Linked DNA regions of Anolis sagrei: region 2 is linked to region 1. The links are chromatin contacts, called in public Hi-C maps. All regions are on one chromosome and are shown on one strand. Each heading gives the region's core, a stretch centred on a gene start, on an enhancer-like site or on the middle of the called end of the contact. The rest is flanking DNA. Distances are from core to core; before and after follow the strand shown.

What was found. A called contact is a pair of places that touch in the nucleus more often than the background predicts.
Region 2: a contact with region 1 is called in a Hi-C map of mixed tissue, with 2.9 times the contacts expected there. The contact joins the promoter of RNF217 here to the promoter of HDDC2 in region 1. A contact is called at or near these places in 2 of 2 Hi-C or Micro-C datasets (both in mixed tissue).

Annotation. Positions count from the first base shown.
Region 1 is chr1:85,659,119-85,661,790 of rAnoSag1.mat, reverse strand. HDDC2 (HD domain containing 2) reads right to left here and starts at 1,296. Exons shown (of 6, transcript XM_060753287.2): 1 at 1,186-1,296. The coding sequence starts at 1,230.
Region 2 is chr1:85,813,851-85,816,522 of rAnoSag1.mat, reverse strand. It overlaps RNF217 (ring finger protein 217), which reads left to right and starts at 1,376. Exons shown (of 7, transcript XM_067466853.1): 1 at 1,376-2,089. The coding sequence starts at 1,517. It overlaps LOC132760940 (a long non-coding RNA gene), which reads right to left and starts at 2,077. Exons shown (of 3, transcript XR_009629906.2): 1 at 1,993-2,077.

The DNA of each region.
Region 1 (2,672 bases), core at 47-2,546:
TCACTATCGTGTTAAAAAAACAAAGTATGGATTGTCGATGTTGCAATCCCAGGTACAGCAGGATTGAAGAGCAACAACTGGAAAAGATGACATGATATGAGTATTTAAAGATCAAACTGCAAAGACTCTGGCACAAGCCAGTAAAGGTGGTCCCAGTGGTGATTAGCACTCTGTGTGCAGTAACTAAAGACCTTGGCCTGCACTAAAACACAATCAGCGCTGACAAAATTACCATCTACCAGCTGCAGAAGGCCACCATACTGGGATCTGCACGCATTATTCACCGATACACTTGGGAAGTGTCCGACGTGTGATCCAATACAACAGCCAGCAGAGTGTCTGCTGTGGACTCATCTTGTTGTGTTTCAAATAATAATAATAATAATAATAATAATAATGGAAAAGCTGACACAATATGAAGATTTAAAGATCGAACTGCAAAGACTCTGGCACGAGCCAGAAAAGGTGGTCCCAGTGGTGATTGGCACACTGGGTGCAGTGCCGAAAGACCTTGGCCTGCACTTAAACACAATCGGCGCTGACAAAATCATCATCTGTAAGCGGCAAAAGGCCACCCTACTGGTATCTACACACATTATTCGCTGATACATTACACAGTCCTAGACACTTGGGAAGTGTGACTGAATACAAAAGCCAGCATAATGATCTTATTTGCTGTGTACTAATCTTGTCGTGTTGCAAATAGTAATAACAATCTGAATTCAATTCTGCTTTCATGCATTTCATATTAAGAGTTCAATTCTCAGAATTCCTGACAGTTGGCCAACCTGGTTGGGGCTTCTGAGTGTTGAAGTCCCAAGCAAATGGTTAGGAACTACTGCTGTACACTGGCCTTCTAGGGATGGTTTCTGGACTACCGCTCCCAGAATCCCTAAGCATTGGCCGAAGCAGCTGAGGCTTCTGGGAGCTGAAGTCCAAAACACCTACTGAAGCAGTAGTTAATTCTCGCTGCCTTGCAATACAGCGCCCCCTAGAGCCTTGACTGGAATCGCAGTCCTGCCTAACTATCTCGTCTACCAGGGAATACAACTGGGAAAGACCATTCTGAAATGAGGAGGGGGAACCTGTGGATATCTCCCATTGGAAGCCAATGATGTCCAGCCGTAACAATTCCCCAATCCCCCCCATTTCTGCTCCTTAAGCAAAGCGTCCTCGGCTGCTCACCTTCAGCTGCCCCACCAGCCTCAGAAACTGCAGCAAGCTCCCCATGACTACCGAGGCGAGAGCAGCCAACACAGGAGGAAGAGAGAGAGCCAAGCATCCGGGTCTCTGCGCTCTTCGGCTCCTCATTGGCTCTGTGGATCTGACGTCACCTTTTGCACCACCCCTCCTCCCTCCTTGCCTCCCCCCCCCTTTGCAAATAGAAGGCCATTCAAAACTGGACCATTCAAAGCTATGGAGCAGAACAGACAATTGTGCATCTGTATGCTTGTCCACTATGCCCTGCCTCATGTACAGAGGAAGAGTTGTTGGAGGCTACAGACAATCATAGAATCAAAGAGTTGGAAGAGACCTCATGGGCCATCCAGTCCAACCCCCTGCCAAGAAGCAGGAATGCCATTGCTGTTGCCCGTTTTTGGTCAAAAGATATTTAGCCACCTGCGCTCCTTCTATTTTCATCGGTTTTATACTAATTTATGCACTGCTTTTGATACAAAATAAATAAAAGCTGAGCAGAGCAAGTGAGGAAGGGATGATGGGAGTTGCAGTCACGATTTTGAAAAATTACAGATTTTTAAGATATAAAATAATGAAGAGACAAAAGAGATATAAGAACTGATAGAGAAATTAAGACATATGCCCCAATGGGTAGCATTGCTATAGAAAGGCTCCTGGAACTCTCTGGCTTTCTCTGCCAAAAAGTGTTGGTGCCTTGACAAACTACAAATCCCAGGACTCCCTAGCACTGAGCCAGGCAGTCAAAGTGATGCCAAACTGCATTAATTCTGCAGTTTAGATAGCACCCAAAGCTTCAAAGGGTAGGGGATACAGGGAAGAAGGGGTTCAGAAAGCATAGAAAACTGGTTTATATTTATTTGTTGTTTATTTGTTCAGTTGGTTCCGATTCTTCATGACCTCATGGACCAGTCCACGCCAGAGTTCCCTGTCGGCCGTGGCCACCCCCAGCTCCTTCAAGGTCAATCCAGTCACTCCAAGGATGCCATCCATCCATCTTGCCCTTGGTCGGCCCTTCTTCCTTTTTCCTTCCATTTTCCCCATCATCATTCTTTTCTCTAAGCTTTCCTGTCTTCTCATGATGTGGCCAAAATACTTTATCTTTGCCTCTAATATCCTTCCCTCCAATGAGCAGCCGGGCTTTATTTCCTGAAGTATGGACTGGTTGGATCCTCTTGCGGTCCAAGAAGCACCACAGTTCCTCCAGCACCACAGTTCAAAAGCATCTATCTTCCTTCGCTCAGCCTTGCCTATGGTCCAGCTCTCACATCCATAGGTTACTACGGGGAATACCATTGCATTAACTATGTGGATCTTCGTTGTCAGTGTGATGTCTCTACTCTTCACTATTTTATCAAGATTGGTCATTGCTCTCCTCCCAAGAAGTAAATGTCTTCTGATTTCCTGGCTGCAACCTGCATCTGCAATACTCTTTGCACCTAGAAATACAAAGTCTGTCACTGCCTCCACATTTT
Region 2 (2,672 bases), core at 127-2,626, 150 kb before region 1:
CCTTTCACCCTCCAGGTATTTTGAACTTGGTCTCCCAGAATCCCTAGCTGAGACCTACATTGCCTTGGGTTTCTGGGAGTGCCTTTCCACACAGCCACGTAACCCAGAAGATCAAGGCAGAAAAGTCTACAATATCTGCTTTGAACTGAGTTATATGAATCCACACTGTCATATATCCTGGTTCAAAGCAGTTGTGTGGAAGGGGCCTAAGTCTAGTCATGCCTGGTTCTGTGGGTGGTGCTCATCTCCATTTCTAAGCTGAAGAGCTGGTGTTGTCCGTAGATGCCTCCAAGGTCATGTGGCTGGCATGCCTGCATGGAAGGCCATTACCTTCCCGCTGAAGCGGTACCTATTGAGCAACTCACGTTTGCATGATTTCAAACTGCTAGGTTGGCAGAAACTGGGGCTAACAGCGGGAGCTCCCTGGATTCAAACCACCCACCTTTTGGACAGGAAATTCAACAGCTCTGGAGGCCCCTATATTGCAAAATATCAAGTCAGAAAATCCCACAATATCTGCTTTGTACTGGGTTATCTGAGGGCCCTTCCACATAGCTCTATATCCCAGGATATCAAGACAAAAAAATACCACACTGCTGAATAAAATCTGCATTATCTGCTTTGAACTGGGATATATGGCAGTGTGGCCTCAGATGACCCAATTCGAAGCAGATATTGAGGGATTTCCTACCTTGACATTCTGGGCTATAGGGCTGTGTGGAAGGGCCCTGAGTATACATGGCCATGTATCCCAGTTCAAAGCAGATGAACTGGGATTGTATTCAGCTGTGTGGAAGAGACCCCAAATAAGCCGGTTCAAAGCACATATTGTCTTGATATTTTGGGTGATATGGCTGTGTGAAAGGGCCCCCCAGTTGGCGTCCTCAAAAACCCTTTGGGCCCTTCCCCACAGACCTATATCCCAGAATCTCAAGGCAGAAAATCCCACATTATATGAGTGTGGACTCAGATAACCCAGGTCAATGCAGATGTTGTGGGACGTTCTGCCTTGATCTTCTGGGATATGGGGCTGTGTGGAAGGGCCCTGGGTGACCTGCGTCCACACTCAGAGAAGGTGGGATTTTCTGCCTAGGTATTCCGGGCGATAGGGCTGTGGGGAAGGGCCTTGAGGTGGGCGCCACTGAGCCTTACTGGAGGAAGAGGACGGCCGTGTGTGGCCGAAGGCTAGGGAATCCTGGGAGGCGAAGAGTGCCCGCTCCGGGGATCCCTCCGTCAGCCTGGGGCCAGGCGCTGCAAGCGGTGTCCAAGTGCGGCGTAGACGCGCCCCGAGCCGGACGAGGCGGTCCCTGGCGGGGCGTCGCCGGGTTGGAGGAGGAGGAGGAGGAGGAGGAGGAGGAGGAAGAGGGGAGGGAGGAAGAGGAGGCGGCTTGGGCTTTTCCTGCCGCGGCGCCGGCTGCTGCGTCGTTGGCTGGCTGGCTGCTCTCGGAGGGAGGAGGATCCTCCTCTCGGGGAGGCGGCGGAGGCGGCGGCGGCTGGATGGGCTGCATCGGCGGCCATGGGGGAGCAGCTCAGCACGGCCAGCAGCCCTCCGGAGCCCCCTCTCCCTCCGGCCGAGGGACCCCAGCCTCCGCCGAGGAGCGCCTCCGCTGAGTCCTCCGCCGCCGCCGCCGCCGCCGAAGAGGCGCCCCCTTTGGCGGCGGAAGGGGCCAACAGCAACAGCAACAGCACCCGCCGCAGCAGCAGCAGCAGCACCCGCCGCCTCCCGGCTCGCAGGCCCGGCGTCTACTGCACCGTCTACTGCGTGGAGGGCGAGCTTCAGCCCGGCGGAGGAGGAGGAGGAGAGGCGTCGGCCGAGCAGCCCTCCCCGCCTGCCTCCGCCTCGCCGCCTCCGCCAAGCCATGGCGGCCCCGGAGAGAACAACAACAGCAGCAGCAGCAGCAGCGGGGGGCTGGAGGTGGTGGACCTCTACCTGCTCCCGGAGCCCTTCTCGGGGCTGCTCGCGGCGGACTTCGGCCCCCTCCTGGTCCTCACCTGCCGCGTCTGCCTGGAGGAGAAGCCCCTCAAGCCGCTGCCCTGCTGCAAGAAGCCCGTCTGCGAGGAGTGCCTCAAGCGCTACCTCAGCTCCCAGGTCAGGCTCCCTCCCTCCCTCTCTCCCTCTCTCTAGGGCACGGGGCGCACTTGCATAGTACCTTGGCGCCTCTGCAAACTACAATCCCCCAGAATCCCACCGGCATTCAAAGTCTGGAGCCGCCCTGGGCCAGGTTCGGCCCTCCTCCAAGGGTTTAGGACTTCTTCTCCCACAATTGAACAGCCGGTGACGGTAGGCTGTTAGGACTGGTGGGAGTTGAAGTCCGAAACACCTGGAGGAGGGCCGAAGTTGGCCCAGGCCTGGTCTGTAGCCTCCTCTACAATCTCCAGGTTCCCATCGTATTCTGCCCTCCTGGTAGTTCAAGGGATGCCAAACTGCATCCCTTCTACAGTATAGATCAGGCCTGGGCAAACATGGGCCCTCCCTCAAGGTGTTTTGGACTCCAACTCCCACCATTCCTAAAAGCCTCAGGTCCCTTTTTTCCCCTTAGCCACTTAAGCGGGAAAGGGGGAAAGGAAAGGACCATGCATGGGCACATTGGTCCCTCCAGGTGTTTTGGACTGCAATACCCACCATTCCCAACAGCCTCAGGACCCTTCCTTTTCCCCCTTAGCCGCTTAAG